7 separate regions of the Mus musculus genome follow, and regions 1, 3, 4, 5, 6 and 7 are each linked to region 2. The links are chromatin contacts, called in public Hi-C, HiChIP or PLAC-seq, Micro-C and promoter capture Hi-C maps. All regions are on one chromosome and are shown on one strand. The core of a region is the stretch at or near the end of the contact, and the rest is flanking DNA. Distances in the headings are between cores, read along the strand shown.

Region 1 (3,072 bases), core at 140-2,639, 300 kb after region 2:
CTTAACCCTAGGGAAAGGCTCTCACATGCACTTCCAGTGAGGAAACTGAGGCATGGAGATGTGATGTCAGTCCTGGGGAGACTCGTGCTGTGTGCTTCCTTTTTAGTGGGGGTGGGGGGTGGGGAGATGAGTCCTTAGCTCTCCCTGATACCACTCACTTTGTGAGGTATTATAGATCTGCCCCCTCAGGAAGCTATGGTCGAAACCTGGGGACAGATGAGGCATGGGGGGGAACCTCAGCCTCTGGTTTGGCAGGACTTTGAAGTAGGACTTCCCCACCCACTTTTAGAAGTGACTGTGCAGAGACAGGACAGGAAGCAGGCACAGAGGTAGAGGCTCCTTGTGCCTTCAGGCACTAGAAGCCAGCCCTGCTTCAGGCCCAGATCTGTTACACACACACACACACACACACACACACACACACACACACACACACACACACCTCGTCCAGCCCAGAGCCCACTGCCTCTGCCCCTTTCACATCCTCCTTAGTCCTCCCACCCCCTCCACCCTGTGCCAAGTGAGACCTCTTGATATTGGTGCCTTTTCCAGAAGCTCCACCCTCTTGCTGAGCCTCCCTGCTCTGGGAATATTTGCACAACCCTCCTCTTATGATTCTGTGGCTAGAGATATGGAATCTTAATTTTCTTTGTTGGAAATAAAAGGCAGCACCCCACCGTGGACCCCACATTGGCATTTCTGTAAATTACCGTATTTGGCTCATGTGGCCTTCAAGCCTGGGAATCGGGTCCACGTCCCAGCCTCACAGCCCAAATGGCCCTGGACGCATGAGGCTTGAATGCACTGATACCCACGTCCTGTTAGCAGTTTCTGTTTCTTTGTTTTGAGACAGGATCTCATGTAGCCCAAACTAGCTTTGAGTCTTCTCTGTAGCAGAGGATATCTGTGAGCCTCTTTCTGACCCACCTTGTCTCTGCTTCCCCAATACTGGGATTGGAGTGCACAATCTTCCCCACATCTGGTTTATGCAGCACTGGGGATCTAACCCAGGGCTTGGTGTAAGCTGGACAACCATTCTACCAAATGTGCCGCATCCACAGTCCTCTCCAGGCAGGTGATGACGATGATGATGATGATGGCAGTGGTGGTAGTGGTGGTGGTGGTAATGATGATGATCATCAGTTAGAAAGGCAGCCTGAAGCAACCAAAGCTGGGCTCCATCACAGCTAGGTCCCACGTATAGAAAGCTACCCAGGACAGATAAGAGTCCCTCCTGGCCCCTGTCTCAGCAAGTACCCTAGAAAGCCTGGGTTCCCCACTGTGGACTATGAGATGAACTTGGCCTCAGGCCAGCTGGAATAGAGCAGTCTGATTCAGCTGGTTCCCCTTAGCTCAGCACGGTCTGTGTTCTTGAGAATAACAAGCAGGAAGGGGGTGGGGAGCAAAGTCTAGAACCATCAGAGATCTGCCCTTTACACTGCCGGCGCCTCAGCCTGCTACACTCTCCCTGCTCTGGGAAAGGTCTTGGTAGCATTTCCTCTCTGCTGTCACCTCCTCCAGGTAGCACTCTGGGTGCTTCCAATTCAGACATTCTCTCGCCAACTCTTCCCATGCCCCAAACTCTGGAACCTCTTCCCTTCTGGCCATCCCTGGTGTTTGTAACTTTCCAGGGTGAGCTTCCTGAATGACAGGGACCATGTCCTGCTCTGTGTCCTTGGCCCGCAGCCTAGCATATAAGTAACAGGTTGGCAGTGTTGGGCAGAGTGGCAGCACGGGTGATCGAGGGCTCCTAGGAGAGAGGACAGAAGCAGCCCGGTGATGTGCGATGGGAGATGAGGAGGCTGAGTTTAGAACAGGCTCAGTGGCTTCTCCTTGGAGCTGCTGTGTCTATGTGTCTTAGTTCGGCATCCCACCCTCAGTCTGACACAAAACCCCTCCAGCCCTCTGAGCCAGTGCCACAAGCAAGCCCTGGTCTTTGAGTCTGGCATTGTGCTGCCGCAGTGGGCACTGTCCTTCCCTCCCTTCCCTGACTCTTGTCTGGGCACTGGTGAGTCCTTGACCACAGTGGCCTGCAGGCTGCTGCTTTGTAACTGTGAGGTGGTGATTAGCTCACTAACACCTGCTCTGGACCGGCTCCTCCGGCCCAGGCTAATTTATAGACGTGCTAAGTAGAGCTCAGGGAGTCAGAGGCAATTTTTGAAACTCCAACCGGCATCAAGAGACTGACTTTCAAGATGCTTTTAGGGAAGGCAACTGGGAACTAGCCTGGGAAATTGTGGGGACATGACTTTTAGATGCACACCCACCATGCCACCCATCCCTGTGTATACCCTCCCAAGGTGCATTGCATCATACGGCCAATTAAATGAAAGCATCAAGGAGGAGGGTACAGGACTGTATTCTTCAAAAGCTATGGTCTTCACCTCAGGAGACTGTCTCCTCTCCTCACTCTGGCCCATATATTTTCACTGGGGGTGGGATCTACACGAGTGGATGTACATGGGTGGGGTGTACACAGATGTCTCAAAACTATAGCAAAGCAGCAGAGCTGTCCACTGCTCCTTGTCACAGGTAGAAGATTGTTTCTTCTGTCAGCCTCTCAGAGGGTTTAGAACCCAGAAAGCAGGAATGATAGATTCTGAGGTACTGCCAAGCAAGGGGATGGCAGCCATGATACCAGACCTGGCAGCTGGAACCACGGGGGAGACAGCTCCTTACTTAGTGGTGAAGAATCCAGAAGTAGTAGCAGGTGGTGACCCCCACAAAGCACAAGGCAGGGACCTTGGGTTTCCCTCATTCACTGAGTTCCCAGAAGTTCATAAAGATGACCCCAGCCTTCAATCACACATGCTTGCAGGGGAGAGAGACGAGAAGCAGCACCATCTACCACACACAGTAGAACTAAACTTCACGGGGAGCAGTCCAAGCACCTGAGTGTAGGAAGTGGTGGGCTGCTGGTAGCTGAAGGCTCACTGAGGGATGGGACAATGTTCCAGAGGAATGCCCCCCACCAGACAGACACTGAGGCCTGGGTGCATCACTTAGAGCCTGTGTAACTGAGGTGCAGTTTGCTCCGTCGTCTTCCAGGTGCAGATGAAGTGGTCCAAGGGA
Region 2 (3,028 bases), core at 265-2,764:
GTCTGTCATGGTCTGAGGCTTTCTCTTATTACTTAGAAGCTTTTTTAAATTTTATTTTATTTTTTAAATCAAAGTACAGCAAAGCCAAGCTTACCCCAAACTGGAGGAGACCACAGCTGTAACAGTATACACTTATGACTTGGAAGCCCCTTCACCCCACCCCCACTCCCCAGATCTGGAAAAGGCACATGGGAGTTGGTCACATTATCTTCTCGGTTCCTCTCCTTCCCCACCCCCTTCAGCCCCACACTGACAGGCTTCGCTGCCCTTTCTTTGCTAGACCAAATGTCGCCACAGCTGTGCGCCCTTGCCTGGCTTTGGACTTCAGCTCCTGAATTTTTTGGGTTGGAAGTTTACATCAGGGTGCAGCCTGGGCACATTCCACAGGAGGAGGCCTTCTTGGACACGGGGCAGGGGCAGGCGCTCTAGTCCTGCTCAGTGCTTGGCACAGCGGAGCCCTGGCAAAATGACTTGTGCTGAACAGAAATTCCTGGAGGGGGCACTGGAGTTCAACCTTGGGAGCAAGTTCAGCTGTTGTTGCTGGATACTTTGTTCTTTGCTCTACTCTGTTCCCTGGAGTGAAGAGACCCAGCAGGCAGCGGGGCCTTTCAGTGTTGGTCTCCAAGTCTCCCTGTCTCCTAGACCCTGCTCCTGAGAGGATGCCGAGGGGACAAAGCTCAACTGCACTCTTGGCCTTATTTGGGCAGGCACCTGCTTTGTGTTCTGGATGGCAGAGGGGCTGGTAATAATGGCTGCTTTTATTGACATTGAATTAAAGACTTGGTGAGCTCTGGGGCTAGTTTCCTCATGTTCTGTGCTGGCCTACACCTTCTGGCTGGGACCTTGCCTCTCTGTTCTTCTCTCCTTGCTACCGCTACTCAGGTGTAATATGTTCAGGGGCTCCCCCTGGAGGTGGGAGATAAAGCCAGAGTCTGAGGGACTAAATTGGTTTTGGGCGACACCCCAAGGTTCCTGCACTATCCTCAGCTGCCTGGAACATCTTTCAGGTTTTCATGATTCGCAGGCGTCCCCTTGACTCTCTCCAGCAGCGCCCGGAGGAGGCGCCCTCCCCACCTCCGCAGAACGGCTACTCTGGAGTTGTTTGGCCTCTAAGCGGGCTACTTGGGTGTGGCCTGTTTCCCTTTGTTGCACCCTGTTGTGCCCCAAGTGCCTGGAACTCCGGCTGGTCAAGTGTAGACGCCTCGAGAAAGTCAGGGAGGATGAAAAGTGGGTGGGAGAAGAGGAGCGAGGATAAAGTTAGGAGTCACTGGGAAGGAAGGAAGGAAGGAAGGAAGGAAGGAAGGAAGGAAGGAAGGAAGGAAGGAAGGAAGGAAGGAAGGAAGGAAGGAAAGAAGGAAGGGGTCTTGGAGGTGTGACTGCACTCAGGACATCCTGGCCCGGCCTGGCCCAGCCCAGAGCTGCGGTGGCTTGCGCGCGGCCGGCAGGTGGCGGTGCTCCCTTGGCTGCGTGGCGGCGTTGAGTCCCCTCCTCCCGCGCTCCCTCCCTCCCGGCTCCTTTCTCTGCGCTCTTGCTCAAGCTCCCAGCGCCCTCCCGCTCTCCCGGCCGCGGTGTCGTCCGCACCGCCCCGCCGTTACCTACCAGCGACCATGGCGCACCGGGGACCCCCGAGCGCCCCGAAGCGTCCTGGCCCTACTGCGCCGGACCGGAGCTTTCAGGCTCTGCTGCCGCCGTGCTGGCCACGTTCGTGGCCGCTGCTGCTGCTGCTGCTGGTGCTGGTGGCTGCCTGCGGAGCGATGGGGCGCTCCCCCCAGCCCGGGCGCCAGGGTCCCGGTGTGCAGATCACTAGGCTGCTGCCCGCGGGACGCACGGAGTCCGGCGATCGCAAAGATCCACAGGCACGAGAATCAGAACCCAGCGTCCCGGGTCTCGGTCCGGGTTCTGCTTCGGGTCCCAGCACCGATGGCGCCCCAGCTCCGGGCAAGGGGCGCAGGGCTCGGGCGGTGCCGGTGGCCGGTGCGGCTTCGGCTTCGCGCGCACAGGTCTCGCTCATCAGCACGTCGTTCGTGCTCAAGGGAGACGCGACGCACAACCAGGCGATGGTACACTGGACAGGAGAGAACAGCAGCGTAAGTGACCTCCGCACTCACCCCGGCCCTGCCCGGACACCTCGGGATACCCAGGGAGACCACCACAGCCCCCTACTTCCGGACCACCCGCGGTCACTCTGCTGGGCATTCTTGGCTACTTGGGGGACGCGGGTCACCTCGGCGGCGCCCCTACTGGCTTCTGGTTATGGGTTACTTTTGGAAGGGTCCTCGAATTTGTGAGATTCTGTCTCGCTCAGAAGGTTTTTCCGAAGATCTGGAGACCAGAAACACCCCTAGCCTCTAGATCTGGGCTACAGGGAAGGTCCCTAGAGTCGTCAGGATCTGGGCAGCATGGGACAACTCCAGGTCCTTGAGGGCTACCCAGCTCTGCGCCGCGTGGACAGTGGGTGGGTCGCCCACACACTGCACTGCACTCAGCAGCTCCAGAGAACACCTCTGGAATTGCCACCTCTGGCGTCCTTACTACTTCATTTATGCTGACCTCAGGGTCCATGATATCCCTGACAGTTCCATGTCCTGTTCGAAGGTTCTTAATTCTAGGATTGCTCCTCCTAGTGTGCCCCACAGCTGTCTTTGGTCCGAGTGGACCATGGGGTGTTTAATAGTATTTAACGTTCTGTGGTCTTTAGAGCAGTGCGCCAACTCCCTCCCTCCCTTTCTCCCATGCCTCTCCCTCTGCCCGGAGAGCTCCAGCGTCCATCCCGCTCCTGCTCTTCCAGATTTAGGATCCAGCCACTCCCCGTTCCTTTTTTTGGTAGTGCACCTCAAGGGGTTTGTTTTTCCTTGTTAAAGGTCAGAGTCACTCTGTCCCCTCTGGGGAATCTCAGGTGTGTGCACTCCAGGTTTGCAAGCCTTTGCTCTCCAGGGAAGTGTGTTTTCATGAAGAGAGAGAGCCAGGAATCCCTCCTCACTGCCTGTACCACAGTCCACACAGACTCTCCACTCCTCCCCCACCCCAC
Region 3 (2,929 bases), core at 12-2,511, 370 kb after region 2:
CTCTGTTCTCTTGCATCATTGTCTGGAGCTGTCATGTGACCTCAGCTTCAGTACCAGGAGCACTGGGACATGTGGGTGAGCCCTGTGGGAGACTCTGGCTGCAGGCTACAAGCAAAACAGAATTCAGCACAGGAATTCTAGCACGTCCTCCATGAGGCTCCTTGACCAGGAGCACCTTGGGAACTGTCGTCAGAGAGGTCCCCAGATGCTGAGTGCTGAGTAGCCTGTGGGACAATGGTAGCTTGCTAGGCACTAGGCTGACTGCCTGGTGTTAGTGTGTAGGAATATGTTCAGTGTGAGCCCATAACAAGTGTCCAGATGGAGGCAAAGCCTTCTCTCCTCCAAATGCTGGAATTCTGTGCCTGGCATAGCTTCTGGCTCTGCCCCAGTGGATGTAGCTAAAGTCGGAATCCCAGAGACATAGCCACATGGAAATGAGTGTCAGAGGGCCTCATAATGGGCCCTGGACAGTGACTGATAGGTGGTAAGATACAGATGGTGACGGGCTCTGATGTGTGTCATGAGCCTCACCTACTGGCCATGTTATGGGGAATCTTTTGAGGAGGGCATTGTGCTTGCCACCCCCACCCCCAACTCCCCTCATAGGTAGGATGCCCTGCCCTGTCTCATCTTTGTGAGCTCCCACTTCCTAGAAGCTTCACTGACCAGGGTGGGGGACTTGTGGAGCACTCCAGGTCTTCCAGCTGACACACTGAGACTCTTCTCTCTGTTCTGCGCTGGAATGAGAGCTTGCTGATGGCAGGGCTTCCGGCACCATCAGTGGCTCCTAGTGAACCTGGCTGGTGGGCTTTCATGCCATTCCCTGATAAGGACACTGAGCATCAGCCAGCATCCCTTCCCAGCCCCGAGGGACTCCAGTGGTCCAGGCCTCAGAGCTTTCCTGCCTCCTTTGCTTTCAGAGACTGGCAGCCGTGCAGCAGGCGCTGAACTCTCATAGAATCAGCTTCATCCTTCGAGGAGGGCTTCGTATCCTGGTGGAGCTGAGGGACACAGACACAGGTGACAGACCCGGCTTAGCTCCTCCCTGGAGCAGGGTGGGCATGGGCCCAGGCCTGCGGATGCTAAAAGTGACTGTAGGATTTGAATGGGCTTTTATCTAGCTGCCAGTGACCCTTCTGGCTGGGACATCTCTGGCTAGATGCACCCACCCCTGCACAGCCAGCTCTGGGCCTCACCATCTGGCTTGATCTGTGTGGAAGCAGCTTCCACAACCATCAGGAACCTGCTGATTCATTCAAAACCAGTGCAGAAGGAAGGGGCTGTCCCCTCTGAAGGAAACCCAGCCAAAGTGGGTTATAGTAGGGCTCTGTCAGAAAGGGAGGCCCAAGGCCTCGTGTCGTGTTGTTATCCTTCATAACCTGCTATACACTCAGCCACATGGCAAGGCCTGCTGGACAACATGAGGTAGGCTCATCAGACCCAGGCTGGGGACAACCAGCCCATGGCTGCTCCTCTTGTTCCTCTCCTGTAGGTCCTCAGAGGCCAGGTGGCAGTGGTGGCTACTGGGCCGTGGTGGTCCTCTTTGTCATTGGGCTCTTTGCAGTAGGAGCATTCATCCTCTACAAGTTCAAAAGGTAAGGCCCCTGGCAGCCTTGACATATGGCCCCAGAGGTGGTGGCTTCCACAGGCCATGGAGGAAGGTGGTGTGTGTTCTCCCCTGTACTGTGAGCAGGAAACTCTCAGGCTCCCTTCTGCTCAGCCTGGTCCCCTGCACAGGCCCAGGGCATCTTCTTCAATCACCCTCCGTGGAGGGGATACTGTGCCCTCCAGATAAGGATGCCAGGTCCAAGGAGGCACAGTTCAAGTCCAAGGCCAGTAGGGCCTCCTGGCTTCCCACATCTTGGCTATGGCTGCCACAGGGGCTTCAGTTACCTGAGGGTACCAGAGACTGACTCTAAGGGGTGCTGGGAGACCCTGTGTCTCCTATACAGGGCTTCAGTGTCCTCTTTCCTCTGTGACCTGTCTCACAGTGAACATGGGATAGCTCCAGGGATAATGGAGGCCAGCTATGTCCCTCATCTGCCATGTCTGTGTGCAGAGTGGGGCTGAGAACTGACAGTCCTCTGTGTGGTCTCCAGGGAGGCAGCCTGGAGTAATAGCCATGGGAAGGTACAGGTCCATTCTACAGACACAAGTGCAAGGCTGTTGCTGATAAGCATGGTGGTGCTGCTGAGAGGAAGTCAGCCCACATCCCACACCTCCCTGTGAAACCCACCTGATTCAAGGCCCTGTGCCTATTATTTTTCACCCTCCAGCAGACAACACTCTTGGAACACTCTGCTGTAGAGCAATGTGACAAGACCTCAGACACCTCTGCCCCCACGTACCCAGCATCCTTCATCCTGCAGGGCCAGGACCTAGCTAAGGGGCAGGCAGCCCTTCAGGTGGCTGGCACTGAGTAGACCTGAGATCTGTCCAGATGCTGACCTGCCAGAGGCTTGCCTCAGATAAAGGCTTTCCCCCTCTGAGCCATAGTGTCATTGTCAACAAGAGGGCATGCAAAGGAGGAGACTGCGGTGGGGGTCAGGGGAAGCCAGCTGGGCAGTATTCCTGCCTTGCATGGCTTCAGGATGGTGGCATATGAGCCCTGGGTAGAGGGGCAAGTGGAGGACAAAGCCCTGGGTCTGGGTGTGATCCCCATGACCAAGCAGAGGGAGGCTTCCAGATTTCCGTGTGGGCGGATGTCAAGGTGAGTGCGGGTGCGCCTGTGGACTTGGTCCCATCCTGTGCAGGGCCTGCAGAACTGTGGGTGGTCACTTAGAGGGCAGCAGCATGCTTGCCTGGGGTAGATGGAGCTGGTCCCTGTGGGTGATGTGTCAGCCCCACTCTTCAGATTCCCCAGTAGTAGTGCTACAACCTTCCCCCAGTGTGCTTCATGTGGCCCAAATGACAAAACACTGCCTGTCAT
Region 4 (3,133 bases), core at 501-3,000, 350 kb before region 2:
TTTCTTTATTATTATTTTTTAATCCTGGGCTATGAAAGGCTGATATTCTTTGTCTCCGTGGCAAGTTCTCCCCGCGATGTGTTTCAGGTTCACAGCGATAGACTCCAGTCAGCTGACCCAGATGGACTGACATGATGGAGAACTGAAGCAGCTTGTAGCTTTCTCTATTTTGTTGCTCAAAGTTGTTTTTCTTCTCTAATTCCTAATTCCCAGTGGGAAAAGAGGTCATGTGAGCTCTACCCAGAGAGAGGATGTGTTTAACACCTAACAAAACTCCAACCACCCAGTCTTTTGCAGGATGCGTGTGGGTACCTGCCTGTGTATGAGTATGTCAATAGTAAACAGCCAACACTTTTCCTAACTGTTCCCTATTGGGGATCTGGTTTACGTCTCCTGACAATGGGGTCCAGGCCATTTGGACAAAATACCCACTACAAATCCCATCAAGACAAGGGCATCTCTACTTTATGCCTGTCTTCACTTGACAATGTTGAAGAATAAGGCCCTAAGTTTCCCAAGGACCTGCCAGACTGCATGGGTCTCAGAGACGCCACCTTGGATGTTTCTATGAATATTAAGAATTTATTCCTACCTTGTTTTTGTGTTTGTTTGTTTGTTTTTCTGGTAGCATTGTGATGGAATCCATGCTTGGGTGAGAGTACTTCTTTTGTGAGGAGGCTGAGATGACCACTCGTTAGGTTGACTTTTGTGTTCCACTGTTCTTGCTTTTGCTTACAGTTTATTTTGCTATCGCTGGTAAGGGAAAAGAGGCAGGCTGGAGCCTCACATGGGTGCTGGTGGGTACTACACAGTGGATAGATGTGGGAACAAGTCTAAGAGAGCTGTGAACTTACTGTGAACTACGGATAGGCCATTGTGTGGGATGTTCTTCCCACAAGGTGGCCTTCTAGAAAGAATTACATAAACTGTGATAAGAGGATACGCAAGGACGTGCAGGAAATGCCCTGGCATGTCCCCGTTATCTCTGTGGGAAAGACAAATAGGAGGGATATTCTTGGCTCTTTTCACAAGACCAAAGATGATAACACCAGGTATATTTTCTGTACTTGTATTTGCTAAAACTAATCATAAATGTCACCTCATATTTTGCTTCCTTTAATAATAAAAATGAGAAGTTCTTTGTATTATTCTTGAGCTCAAACACCTGGAGTCCCCCAGTTCCTAGACAGGGCTTTGGAATATCCTTCCATCTACGGAGATTTAGCCTTGGCTGGCTACAGGGCAGGTGGAGCAACAGAGGTAACCTGCTGTGACGGTATGGACAGCCTCAGCTCTGCTTCAATGTATTTCTCTGACACTATCATTTGTCAATTTACCACCAATCTACCTATCATTCCATTATCTATTGATCTGTCTGTCTGTCTGAGACAGAGCCTCACTACAGGACCCTTGGTGGCGTGAAACTGGCCAGGCTGGCCTTGAATTTAAGAGATTTGTCTGCCTCTGACTCCTGAGTGTTGCTACCAAAGGCCTGTGCCACTGGTCTAATCTATTTGTCATCTATTATCTATCTGCCATCTACCCATCTTTCTATCTATCCTCTAATCGTCTGTCACCCTCTTTGGATTACTAACTTGTGCAAACTCTGCTGGCACACACTACGAACGCACCGACAAGCCAGCCAGAAGCACTGCGGGCTCTCTGGGCATGTGGATAGTAGGCTTGGCTACTTGTTAGGGGCGTGACGTCTTTAGGAGGCGCCGGAAGCAGGCATCTCAGACCGTAACGCAATCGCTCAGCACCGGAAGCGGCCGAGCGGGCCATGGAGGAAGGACCCGCCGTCGGAACCCTGTCTCGAGAGGTCTCTACCGAGGAGGCCGAGCCGTTGGGCGCCGCGTGGAGCGGGGACAGCGGCCACGTCTCGCAGAGCCACAGCAGCGCGTCCGGGCCGTGGGACGATGACGGCCCCGAGGACGCGCCGGGCCGCGACCTGCCGCTGCTGCGCCGCGCCGCCTCGGGCTACGCCTCCAGCCTGCTGCCCAGCGCGGGACCGAGGCCAGAGGTGGAGGCGCTGGACGCCAGCCTGGAGGAGCTGCTGGCCAAGGTGGACGAGTTCGTGGGCATGCTGGACATGATCCGCGGGGACTCGTCGCATGTGGTGGGCGAGGGCGTGCCCCGGATCCACGCTAAGGCGGCCGAGATGAGGCGCATCTACGGCCGGATCGACAAGCTGGAGGCCTTCGTGCGGATGATCGGGAGCAGCGTGGCCAGGATGGAGGAGCAGGTCGCCAAGGCCGAAGCCGAGCTGGGGACCTTCCCGCGGGCCTTCCGGAGGCTGCTGCATACCATCAGCGTCCCCGCTCTCTTCAGGTCGGCGCCCAGCGGGCCCCAGCGCGCGGCGTACGAGCCGCCAGTCCTGTTTCGGACCGAGGACCACTTCCCTGGCTGCGGTGACAGACCGCAGCTCTGAGCGTGTGCGCCTCCACCGCATGAGGACTCCAGCGAGACTCTTGTCCCAAGTGTTAAGAAATCCTGTGAACTGGCGTATGTGATGCCGGGATGTGAAAGGTTAAAGTTTATTTTCTGCAAACGACTTGACATCGTCAGTATTCGATGCCAAGAGTGTAGGTCTCTATGTCTTCCAGTTCGGATTCGAAAGCTCTTTGGTGGGGACCTGGGGAAGCCAACTGAATTAATTTATCGGTGCAATACGGCAGAGCTGTTATTTTTATGGCCTTTATTACAGTGAACAGTGTTTCCTTGTTAAGATTTATATATTTATATGATCAAAAGTGCCCAAGAAATTAAAGCTGTATTATTAAATCCTAACAGTGGTTCAGTTTTCTGTAGCCTTCTGGGATAGATAGTAAATTGTTTTGTATTATATTCAATTTTCTATGGTGTAGACTGTAAGCCAAAGGAAAGAAGACAGTTTCTTAAGATAGCAAACTGGGCGTTTTGTTGCAGGGAGTCCTGAAGTTGTATTTGACAGTTTGACTGGAAGCTTAGTTTATCAAAGCAAGAATATTAATGTATGGTTGTCAGTGTTCTATTTATAGCACATCAATTAAAATGTTAAATTTCTTTGGCAGAGATTTCCTTCTGGAGATTATTTACCATAGTTTGTTTGGAAATGAGCCTGTCGTTCATGTTTTTAGTAGTGGGGTAAGAA
Region 5 (2,934 bases), core at 49-2,548, 330 kb after region 2:
TCCTTCCAACTCCCTGCCAACTCAGCTCCCACCTTCTCCTGAGAGGTGACCTGTATGCAGCCTCCCTTGTTCCAGGAATGCCCAGGCCCTGCCTGCTTAGGCCTACTTTCCTGCCCACAATATGACAATGTTCAGTCCTGCTAGGAACTGAAGACCCAGCAGCCTCTGAGGAATGAAACAGGCAAGAGGGTAAATGAAGGTGGAATGGGCCTCAGGTTCCAGACAAAGGCCAGGGGGTGCTGGCTCCCCATTTGTATGACCTTCTGGGAGCCCCTCAGGGACTTGAGCATCATTCCAGCCCCACCATCCCAGTCAGGCAGCTCTGAGGTCCAGGGAGCACAGGCCAACTGTTTGAATAAGACCATTGAGGACAGGCATCTGCCTAAGGTCCCAGGCAGTAAAAGGGAGACAGGAAACCAGGGCAGCTGGCTCAGGGCCCACATTGTACCTGGCTGTGAGCATGAGTCCCTTTCCAGACATGCTCTACCTTCACAGGCTTTCTGCTGCATGCACACACATACACACACATGCACATACATGCACACAAGTACATACATGCACACATACACACACATACACCCATATGCACACACATACACATGAATACACATGCACATACATGTACACACACATGTACACACATACATGTACTTTCATGTCCTTTCTGTCTCAGCATAAATGAACATAAAACTTTGTACTAGCCTTCCAGCCAAGCCACTGCCCTGTCTCCAGTGAGATGCACGGTACAAACACCCGCTTCCCATCCCACCTCCTTATAACTCATGCTGTGCTTGCAAGGATCCAGTTCCCATGTTGGCTTTGAACACTGGCTCCTTATACGTCTGTGCCCTCTGCTCCTGGGAGGAAGTGATGATTTTCCCTCTGTAGCAACCCACTGGAGTACACATCCTGAAACCAGATGGCTGCTGTCAGTCACAGGCCCAACCCTGATGTCCTCTGTGGGAAGCAGAAACTGTCCCTCAAGTCACTCCTTAGAAGTTGAGGCTAAGGTCAGAAAGTGGGGACTGAGGTCAGGAAGTCTGACTTCTCCAGCTCCACAGACATGAAGCCCTCAGGGAGACTGTAGCATTGTCACCTGTCCCAAGCCAGGCTAAGGGGGTCCCAGACCAGCTCATGGATACTCTCTCTCTAGCTAGAGAGAAGCCAGCCCTGGGATATGGGGAAGAACGAATTAACATTCAAGCTGCTATTATCTTGGACAAATCAGACTGGCTCTGCCCACAAGCTTCTCTGGTGGCTTGGGGCTGTGCCTGTTATGTGGGAGAGTCACAGGATGCTTGGCAGCACAGCTGGTTGGATCCTCTCTGGAATGTGGTGACAGACAAGGGACGGCCCCTGTTGTGAGCAATAGATAATGCTGTTTTGACAGCTTTGTCCTTGGATCTGTAGCACAAAGCACCAGGACCTCTGCTCTATCTCAGGCCTGGCTCATTAGCAGTGTTGAAGCTACACAACACACTGGCTCATTAAGGAGATCCTGAGGGGTGTGCAGCAAGGAGCTTGTCTGGATTGTCACCTCCCCTTGGCGGTCAGCAGCCTCAGAGTAAAACAAAGGCAGACCCTGGCTGATGCCTTGTTGTTAGTGAGCAAATGAATGTGTGAATGAATGAATGAATGAATGAGGTGCAGATGAATGAATGAATGAATGAGCAGGTGGATGAATCTTTAAAAGGCCTCCAGAGCACCTGGAATGCCTGCTCCCAGGACCTACCAGTGTGTGTAGCTATTACCTGGGTTCCTGCGGCCTCTATACCAAAAAGGAAGCTTCCTGCCCATGTGTATTCTCTCTCTCTCTCTCTCTCTCTCTCTCTCTCTCTCTCTCTCTCTCTCTCTTTCTCTCTCTCTTTCTCTCCCTCCCTCCTTCTCTTCTTCCTCTTTCTCTTTTCCTTTCCCTTTCCCATTCCCTCCCCTTCCCCACCCCCTCCCCTCACTCTTTAGCTCTTTTCCTGTCTCTCCTATATAAATGAGCACATCTGGGAGTCTGGAAGATGGGGTGTACCAGCTGCAAAAGGTCCCAGCCTGAGTTTCCTGACTCCTTAGCTCTCAGCCCATGTCTTACTGATCTCTATCACCAGAGCTTGATATGGTGCTGGCAGAGTAGGTCCCATTGGCTCCTGGAGATACTGAAGTACTTCTCAGGATATCCTGTGGCTGCCTTCTGGAGGCATAGCACAGGCTTCTCAATAGGGTCCTGGGACACAGACCTCACCAGGAGGGGAACTCTGAAAGGAGTATGAATTCTGGGTCAAACAGACCTGGTGAGAGCTTCAGACCATCTTGTACAGCACCTGTGTCCTTGGGCAAGTCACATAACCCTTGGCCTATGAGATGTAAGGTTTAGCCGTGGCTTAGGAGCGTCTGGTATAGGTTTATAAGGATGATACGGAAGAAAACTGCTCTCACAGAGCCTCTGCCAACACACAGGCTTGGTATAAACTTGGAAGGGATTTTCCCCCCTGCATCCTGTGGTGGGCAACTTGACCAGTCATCTGCCAGATGAAGGAGAGGGCAGCCACTCAGATCCAGACCCTAGTTGGACCTCCAGTGAGCCTGTCAGGGATGTGTGACCATAGGAGTATCTCTAAGCACCTCTGATTGTCTCTCTGTGGGGACTTGGGCCAGCAGTCCCAGCCTGTGTCTCAGCTGGGGCGTGAGACCCCTAGGAAGAAGTGAATCATATAAACAATGTTATAAACAAGTGAGTACGAGCTCCCCCAAGCTTGAGGCAGATTTATCCAGCTTCATCGAGGCTCCCATTTGGACCCTGAAGGTCTAGTGGGGAGGACTGTATCTTCTAGACTCACAAAACAAGATTAGCCCCAGAGCCAGAGAGACTGTGGTCAGTGGAAGCCCAGGGAGAGGTTTTAGCCACCCGTTCACTGATACCATTTTCAACCTCTTCCTTTCCAGGGC
Region 6 (2,929 bases), core at 306-2,805, 360 kb after region 2:
GAGAGAGAGAGAGAGAGAGAAAGAAAGAGAAGAGAAGAGAAGAGAAGAGAAGAGAAGAGAAGAGAAGAGAAAAGAAAAGAAAAGAAAAGAAAAGAAAAGAAAAGAAAAGAAAAGAAAAGAAAAGAAAAGATAGCTGTGTGTCCTGGGAGGTAATATCTCTGTAATATTAACATGTCACTGACAGAGGAACCCTGAGCTGTGATCAAGCCTTGCATGCTATTCCTGGATGTTTCTAAGGCTCGGCTGTCCCTGCTATTCATGGGGCACAGTGCCTATGTGGTACCAGTCCTTCTCATTGCTGATTAGTCAAGGATGCCATGTGGCTGGCAGGTGGTCTTACCGGAGAGAGGGGGGATGTGGTCTAGCTGTGGCCTAGGTGTTGAGCTGTCCCAGAACTGGTCTCTGGTGGATAGGAGTCAGGCATGGGAGGTAGAACATCTTAGAAAGGAGTAAGACCATGCCGCTCTGTGGACACTGGTGGCCTTTAACAGGTTCAGCGTGGATGAGGGCCACACGTGGAGCACACACAACTTCACCAGCACCTCAGTGTTCGTGGATGGGTTGCTGAGCGAGCCAGGGGATGAGACGCTGGTCATGACGTGAGTGTGGAAGGGGACGTGGGTGAAACAGGCACATCTGATGTGAGGAAGACCACAGCACTGCCCACAGCACTGGGTGGGGGGGTGGGGTCAGAGCCACTCCCAGGAGGTGACCTCATACTGGGCCTCTGCTTCCTGCTACTAGGCCAGTGGCTCCTCCTCTCACCCTGGCTAGCAGGCACATCTGCTGCCTGCACTGGCCAGTGACAGCCAGGAAAAAAGCTGGGGAGGTGATGTAGCCTGCATGCCTCTCCCCACTCAGGGCCCCAGGGAGCATTCATAGAGTCCCATGAAGTGTCCAGAGAGCCCCATGGAGCATCCGTGACCCCTACAGAACCCCACAGAGCATCCCAGTACCTCCATGGAGTGACCACAGCCCCCTGGAATCCATACAGAATGTCCATGACCCCCCCCCCAGAAGCAGATGTAGTTCCTTCCACAGTCAGGCTGCAGTGAGAAAGCCCACTGTGGTGATGACCTCTCATCCTCCTTTCTGGGTGGCTAGCAGAAAGCCAGGGCAAGTCCTACTACAGGACACAAGTAGTATGTGTATCCCAGAAGAGCTGAGCACCAGGCATGGAAGGCTGAGATAGTCCCAGTCACCCTCTATTTAGCAGCTTGGGAGGCAAGCAGGTTGTTCTTGGTCAGGTGCTCCATGATGCTGTGGCCTTCAATGACCCTGCAGGGGATAGGGGTGGGGGCTCATGCTTCCCCAGTCTGTGTGAACTGTCTGTGTGAAGGCTGTGGTGTGGGACAGCAGGGGAGGTCAGGGCTATGGTGCTTGGTATTTGTCAAGAAAAGCAGGTGAGGAAGTCTGGGCTGGGGCAGACTCAACCTGGTTCCTTGGCCTCTTTACAAGGAGGCTGAACAGTTTGCTGGACTAAACCTGCAAAGCAAGGGCTAGCAACAAAGGCGACAGCCCTCACAGGGCTCTCAGAGCTCCAGCAAGCTGGCAGGGTTCCCAGCCTCCGCTTTCCCCAGCCCGGCCCCACCACAGGGCCATCTCTGCCCTGAGCACATCCCCTCCCCTCCTCCACCTCACTTCATCTTGTAGTCTGCATTTTGTGGCTGCTTTGGGACATTCGTGCTTTGTGCAGCCAAGGTCCTCAGATCCGGGTCTGGTCCCAAATGCAGCTTTCATCCCTGCAGCCGGCATTCATCTGGAGAAAGCTGCAAAGTTCACAGGCAGGCGCGTTCATGTTTTAAGTTTTTAAACAGCGCCACAAGGTTCCTACGAAGCCTTTCACAAGGCTGCATCTTCAAACAGCTTCCAATTTCAGTGGGCATGGAGATCATTCACGTGACACAGGCTGGCAGAATGAAAAACTTTTCTGTCTGAGCTTAGGACAGAGCCCCACCCTTATGGAACCTTTATCTTCATCCACCCAGAGGTCACATCTAAGCTGCCCAGTTACCTTGTCAGGACATTGTTCCCAGCACTGCCCACAGCACAGCACAGGACAGAGGGTCCCAGCCTTGGGCTGTACTATGAGGGCTTTCAGCCTAGCAGGGCTACAGGCCATCCCTAGGGCGGAGCCAGTAATACATTCTACAGCATGGCCCACATTTCCTGCTCTCTGCCAAGTAGTCAGTGGCCCTTTGGCCTATCCTGCTAGAACCGTTCAACTAGATAAGAGATGCCCACAGTAGGAACTAAGGTTTCTTTACAGACAGGAACTGGCATACAGAGATGGGATTAGCTGGACCAACTTGCTTCTCTGCTTGAGCTCAGAATGTAGAGTATGGGACATTCCCATACAGGAGATGCTCGGCTATCACACTCAGGCTAATTGGCCATGGTGAAGGCCAAGCCTCACAATTGTGAGCTGCCAACCCATGTATCACCCTGGGTGGGGCCCTTCCTTAGTCTTGTTCCCCTCTGAAATCTGGGGCGATCAGCATACATTCCTCACAGGATACGGTGAGCCCTAAGGAGATGGACAGAAATGTGGGAACCCCTCTCTCTAGCTGCCTGTCAAGGTGACAATGAGCTCTGACAAGAGGAACACCCATCTGAACAGCAGGTTTTCCGAGACAAGGCCACCCATGGTCTGCAGGACAGTTGGATGGGAGGAGCCAAAGCCAGTGTGCAACGCTGGTCTCAGACCAAGCTGAGCACGCCTAGCCTCCATGCATCATGGTGCTTCCTGTGCGGCTGGCCGCCCTCTGTCCCTTTCTCTGCTCAGTGGGATGCATTGCGCTGTCTGTCATGGGACCCTTTCATTCACTGTCCAAGCCTTACAGTGACTTATCTCTCTGGAGTGCCAGCCCTGCCTGGAACCAATCCCATGGTAGGCAGAGGCAGGCTGGCAGAAAGGCAAGGAGACATC
Region 7 (3,259 bases), core at 210-2,709, 270 kb after region 2:
TAACTCTCAGGAGGCTCTTTGGTCCTCAGCTCACTGGTCAGCTTGTGGCATGGCCTTGTGTGCTCTCAGGTATGTAGGGACCAGAAGAATGGTGGGTGTCCTCCTCCATAATTTCCTTGAGAGAAGGTCTCTCTCTGAACCTGGCGTTTACCATTCCCCCTACGGTAGTGGCCAGCAGGCCCCCATTGCATTTATCTCTCTGACCCCAAACTATTGCTGGGATGGCAGGCATGTGGCCACTCCCAACATTTTATATGGACACCAGGGATTCAAACCTAGGTCTTCATGCAACTGCTTTTCCCCACTGAGCCTCCTTCCCCGACTGCCATGTGCCTCTTTCAGAGGTCTAACTCTTAACATCCATTTTATATTTATAGAATAACAGTGACAGCAGTGTAGAAAGTGGTCATGTGTCTATCCCAGTGTCTCAAAGTACTTGGTCCTGACTCCTGTGATTAACTGAAGCCTCAGTTAGATGCCCTGGCTTTGGCCAGAGTGCCTATCTTCATTTGTGGGCACTGCATTGTGGCCACTCTCTGTCTTCTAAAGCTTTACTAGGGCATGCCAGATTTTTGACTTTCTTTCTTGATGACTGACCCTTGATAACCTCGAGTGTGGGACCAGGGTGTCTTGCAGTGTCCCTCACTGAGGACTTGTTATGACTTAAATGCCATTGTCTTCAGGGTATTCCTCTGATGATGCTGACCTTGGTCCCTGGCCTGAGCAGGTGCCTGCCATGTTTCTCCATGATAAATGTGACTCCTTTGGGTACCACACTTCCTGTTAGGAAGTCCAGCTGCACAGTTCCTGTGTAGGTAATGCTCCCGCAGCGGGGGAAGGGTCTGTAGAGCCGATGTAAAGACAGGCCCATCTCTCCTCCCTCATTATTTACTCTTTCAATCAGCTGTTTACATGAGGGTGGGCTCATGAATATTTATCTCCTCCTCAGCTGTAATCCAATAATGCTTTATTTATTTTATTGTTTAAATCACCCTAGCGCTTGCTGTGGGGAGCTCTGTCAGCTGGCTCTTGGTCCCTGTGAACAGATGCCTGTCGTTATGAGCCTTATTCTGGCTTTGAGCACACTTCTGCATTTGCTGGCACCACACCGTTGCTCTGGGCTCACTGTGTCAACTGCCTGCCAAGTCCAGAATTGGCCATTCCTCTGAAGTGCTTCAGTCCCTGTTACTAAAAAATAGAGCTAGAACCCGAGATCCACATGTGAGATGACATGCTTAGTGTCACACTGCGTCAGAGTCAGGGCAACTTGCTCTCACAATGCTCTTAGCATCTCAACACCCCTGAGCCACCCAAAGCAAAAAGCAACAACAAAACAAAGGAATGAATAAGTAAATAAACAAACAAAACCCTTCCAGGTGCCTTGAGCATTACTGGACTGTGTAGAATGAGCTAGAGGGCTATGAAGGGGTAGGTCTCAGAAGCAGGAAGCCACTGTAGCTCAGAGCTTGCCTCACAGACGGTGCATCTGGCAGATCCCCCATGGACCTCATGTTTCTTGTTGAGGCCCGCATCTGTGATGCCCTGGCATCAACAGCTGTGGCTGATGAGCCAAAGGGTCCTAGGATGCGGTTCAGGTTTCTAAAGAGTATTCAAGAACAAAGTCTCCTTGCAACTTCTGCAGGAAAGTTACAGGTCAAAATACCCAGTCTGTGTGTGTGTGTGTGTGTGTGTGTGTGTGTGTGTGTGATGACTGCTATCCCAGCAGGGAGTGGGCTGGGATACAGGGAAGATGTAGTCCTCACTCCATCTTTCCTGTTGTGATGACATGATGTGAGCCAGGGTGCCAGCTGGCTCCAACAGGCTTTCTCGATCTCTGACAGCATTTGGGAGAAAGAGAAACTGTGTCCAAGAATCACCAAGAAGGGGCCACCTCATCACATCCATGTCATGACAGATGCTTCCACCCCCTCACCCCGAGGATCTGCTGCTCAAGAAGGGGCTACTACCACCAGCTTGGCATTGGGAGCTGCAGCCTTCAGCCTTCCCAGAGTAAAGAAACCCTTAGATCAGTGGTTCTCAACCTTCCTAATGCTGCAGCCCTTTAATACAGTTCCTCATGTTGTGGGATGCCCAACCATAATAACTTCATGGTTATTTTTGTTGCTACTTCAACATTGTAATTTTACCACTGTTATGACTGTAATATAAATATCTGATATGTCTCCCCTGTGAAAGAGTCCCCCAGAAAGGTCACAACCAACAGGTTGAGAACCACTGCTCTAGAGAATGTAGCAATGGCTGGGATCAGTCTAGAAGCTGACCCCCTGAGTCCTCTTACCTGTATTCAGTGCCTTCTTGGCCCCAGCCACTCACCCTGCATCTTGCTCCAACGTCCCCCTTCTGCCGGCTCGGCATTGCTCCTCAGATTCCAGCTCCTTTCCAAGGAGCTCTGTCTCCTCCACTATCGCTGTCGCATAGATGCTGAGCTCATCAGAGTCCCTGCTGCAGAGCCAATCCTCCTCAATGTCCCCCGAGCCCACCCTCTGCCACCAGGTATCAGGGAGGGGACCTTCACTGTACTTCACCACCCATCCACTCCCCAAGACCTGGCCTCGCTGGCCTGTTTGCCATTCTGGGAGGCTTCTGGTATGTGATGTACTGAGCTTAGGGAGGAGAATAGTGTGAAGCCGCCTCTGTGAAGAAATTGTAATCTGGGGCCAGCCCCACACTCCTGTCCTCTAGTGCTTCTGGTTGGGCTGGGGTAGCCGCAAAATAAGGGAGCAACACAGGGTCTGTACTTCTTGCCAGTGTCACCCAAGTCACGAGCACACAGTCCCTGTGCCCCAGTGTACACCACTGAAACATGTGTGCTTAAGTTTGGCATCCAGGCATGTATTATCCTCAGGAATTCATGGGAGTGGTGGTTGCTGGGGGCGGGGGTGGGGAGAGGTGACATTCTAGGCAGTGGATTCTGGAGTCAATGACAGCAGCTGCAGACGGCTACCATAAGGGGAAAGCCTCAGGGACACTGAATGATATGGGAGGGACTCTCAGCCTACACCCTCAGAGCTCCCCAGGGAGCCTGGGAGCCTCACTTGAGAGTCAGTGTTGCAAGGCTCAGCTCTGCAGGATTCCCTGGGCTGCATGCTCCAGGCCACATTCACACCACACATGTCTGTGCACACATATGTGGAGTTGCTCTATGCACAGAGACACACAAATATCTACTCTTATGTGCATACCACTAACTGAAATGTACATGTGTTGCCCAGAACTTCTGTCCCCTCTCTGGACAGTG

The links. Promoter capture Hi-C pulls out the DNA fragments that hold promoters and counts their contacts. HiChIP or PLAC-seq counts read pairs in DNA pulled down with a chosen protein or histone mark. A called contact is a pair of places that touch in the nucleus more often than the background predicts.
Region 1: a CTCF HiChIP or PLAC-seq map of pro-B cells shows a contact between it and region 2, with 5 times the contacts expected there. The contact joins the enhancer-like site here to the promoter of Sorcs2 in region 2. A contact is called at or near these places in 9 of 39 promoter capture datasets (3T3-L1-derived adipocytes, the C10 cell line, cranial neural crest and 5 more), 2 of 15 datasets of contacts at CTCF or cohesin (large pre-B cells and pro-B cells), 2 of 484 Hi-C or Micro-C datasets (CD4 T cells and the HL-1 cell line), 16 of 115 datasets of contacts at active chromatin or transcription factors (craniofacial prominence, double positive thymocytes, embryonic fibroblasts and 11 more) and 2 of 9 other capture datasets (adipose tissue and embryonic stem cells).
Region 3: a promoter capture Hi-C map of hippocampal neurons shows a contact between it and region 2, with 28 times the contacts expected there. The contact joins the enhancer-like site here to the promoter of Sorcs2 in region 2. A contact is called at or near these places in 24 of 39 promoter capture datasets (the 3T3-L1 cell line, 3T3-L1-derived adipocytes, the C10 cell line and 16 more), 10 of 15 datasets of contacts at CTCF or cohesin (the NIH/3T3 cell line, embryonic stem cells, hippocampal excitatory neurons and 4 more), 221 of 484 Hi-C or Micro-C datasets (the 63-12 cell line, the AML12 cell line, B cells and 111 more), 33 of 115 datasets of contacts at active chromatin or transcription factors (PVALB interneurons, SST interneurons, Th17 cells and 21 more) and 5 of 9 other capture datasets (adipose tissue, embryonic stem cells, embryonic tail and 2 more).
Region 4: a promoter capture Hi-C map of pre-B cells shows a contact between it and region 2, with 5 times the contacts expected there. The contact joins the promoter of Bloc1s4 here to the promoter of Sorcs2 in region 2. A contact is called at or near these places in 5 of 39 promoter capture datasets (the C10 cell line, embryonic stem cells, hippocampal neurons and 2 more), 1 of 15 datasets of contacts at CTCF or cohesin (embryonic stem cells), 6 of 484 Hi-C or Micro-C datasets (cortical neurons, embryonic fibroblasts, embryonic stem cells and 1 more) and 5 of 115 datasets of contacts at active chromatin or transcription factors (the 230-238 cell line, embryonic stem cells, large pre-B cells and 2 more).
Region 5: a contact with region 2 is called in a Micro-C map of muscle stem cells, with 7 times the contacts expected there. The contact joins the enhancer-like site here to the promoter of Sorcs2 in region 2. A contact is called at or near these places in 18 of 39 promoter capture datasets (the 3T3-L1 cell line, 3T3-L1-derived adipocytes, the C10 cell line and 9 more), 2 of 15 datasets of contacts at CTCF or cohesin (the NIH/3T3 cell line and large pre-B cells), 4 of 484 Hi-C or Micro-C datasets (the 3T3-L1 cell line, 3T3-L1-derived adipocytes, embryonic fibroblasts and 1 more) and 9 of 115 datasets of contacts at active chromatin or transcription factors (VIP interneurons, embryonic basal ganglia, embryonic forebrain and 6 more).
Region 6: a contact with region 2 is called in a Hi-C map of embryonic fibroblasts, with 30 times the contacts expected there. The contact joins the enhancer-like site here to the promoter of Sorcs2 in region 2. A contact is called at or near these places in 24 of 39 promoter capture datasets (the 3T3-L1 cell line, 3T3-L1-derived adipocytes, the C10 cell line and 14 more), 11 of 15 datasets of contacts at CTCF or cohesin (the NIH/3T3 cell line, embryonic stem cells, hippocampal excitatory neurons and 4 more), 216 of 484 Hi-C or Micro-C datasets (the 63-12 cell line, the AML12 cell line, B cells and 109 more), 33 of 115 datasets of contacts at active chromatin or transcription factors (PVALB interneurons, SST interneurons, Th17 cells and 21 more) and 5 of 9 other capture datasets (adipose tissue, embryonic stem cells, embryonic tail and 2 more).
Region 7: a promoter capture Hi-C map of hippocampal neurons shows a contact between it and region 2, with 10 times the contacts expected there. The contact joins the enhancer-like site here to the promoter of Sorcs2 in region 2. A contact is called at or near these places in 17 of 39 promoter capture datasets (the 3T3-L1 cell line, the C10 cell line, the SN4741 cell line and 8 more), 6 of 15 datasets of contacts at CTCF or cohesin (the NIH/3T3 cell line, embryonic stem cells, large pre-B cells and 2 more), 94 of 484 Hi-C or Micro-C datasets (the 3T3-L1 cell line, the AML12 cell line, B cells and 48 more), 24 of 115 datasets of contacts at active chromatin or transcription factors (Th17 cells, VIP interneurons, astrocytes and 15 more) and 3 of 9 other capture datasets (adipose tissue, liver and pancreatic islet).

Annotation. Positions count from the first base shown.
Region 1 is chr5:36,098,143-36,101,214 of GRCm38.p6, reverse strand. The region is part of intron 3 of Sorcs2 (sortilin-related VPS10 domain containing receptor 2); the gene reads left to right. Among named protein-coding and RNA genes, the nearest start is that of Gm52811, 15 kb to the right of the region's middle. Within about 2 kb of position 1,389, at least 15 of the 459 cell types and tissues checked have an H3K27ac peak or open chromatin away from gene starts, as enhancers often do. A contact at or near this core is called in pro-B cells, where this site is marked.
Region 2 is chr5:36,396,625-36,399,652 of GRCm38.p6, reverse strand. Sorcs2 (sortilin-related VPS10 domain containing receptor 2) reads left to right here and starts at 1,514. Exons shown (of 27, transcript NM_030889.2): 1 at 1,514-2,087. The coding sequence starts at 1,608.
Region 3 is chr5:36,022,658-36,025,586 of GRCm38.p6, reverse strand. It overlaps Sorcs2 (sortilin-related VPS10 domain containing receptor 2), which reads left to right. Exons shown (of 27, transcript NM_030889.2): 24 at 921-1,020; 25 at 1,493-1,595. Among named protein-coding and RNA genes, the nearest start is that of Gm52811, 61 kb to the left of the region's middle. Within about 2 kb of position 1,261, at least 9 of the 459 cell types and tissues checked have an H3K27ac peak or open chromatin away from gene starts, as enhancers often do. A contact at or near this core is called in the CH12 cell line, Th17 cells, VIP interneurons and 2 more, where this site is marked.
Region 4 is chr5:36,747,296-36,750,428 of GRCm38.p6, reverse strand. It overlaps Bloc1s4 (biogenesis of lysosomal organelles complex-1, subunit 4, cappuccino), which reads left to right and starts at 1,750. Exons shown (of 1, transcript NM_133724.3): 1 at 1,750-3,055. The coding sequence starts at 1,784. The coding sequence ends at 2,431.
Region 5 is chr5:36,068,150-36,071,083 of GRCm38.p6, reverse strand. Sorcs2 (sortilin-related VPS10 domain containing receptor 2) reads left to right here. Exons shown (of 27, transcript NM_030889.2): 6 at 2,932-2,934. Among named protein-coding and RNA genes, the nearest start is that of Gm52811, 15 kb to the left of the region's middle. Within about 2 kb of position 1,298, at least 62 of the 459 cell types and tissues checked have an H3K27ac peak or open chromatin away from gene starts, as enhancers often do. A contact at or near this core is called in VIP interneurons, embryonic fibroblasts and muscle stem cells, where this site is marked.
Region 6 is chr5:36,039,762-36,042,690 of GRCm38.p6, reverse strand. Sorcs2 (sortilin-related VPS10 domain containing receptor 2) reads left to right here. Exons shown (of 27, transcript NM_030889.2): 14 at 492-599. Among named protein-coding and RNA genes, the nearest start is that of Gm52811, 44 kb to the left of the region's middle. Within about 2 kb of position 1,555, at least 59 of the 459 cell types and tissues checked have an H3K27ac peak or open chromatin away from gene starts, as enhancers often do. A contact at or near this core is called in the C2C12 cell line, CD8 T cells, the HL-1 cell line and 17 more, where this site is marked.
Region 7 is chr5:36,128,436-36,131,694 of GRCm38.p6, reverse strand. All of the region lies in intron 3 of Sorcs2 (sortilin-related VPS10 domain containing receptor 2), which reads left to right. Among named protein-coding and RNA genes, the nearest start is that of Gm52810, 16 kb to the left of the region's middle. Within about 2 kb of position 1,459, at least 37 of the 459 cell types and tissues checked have an H3K27ac peak or open chromatin away from gene starts, as enhancers often do. A contact at or near this core is called in VIP interneurons, cerebellum, cortical glia and 8 more, where this site is marked.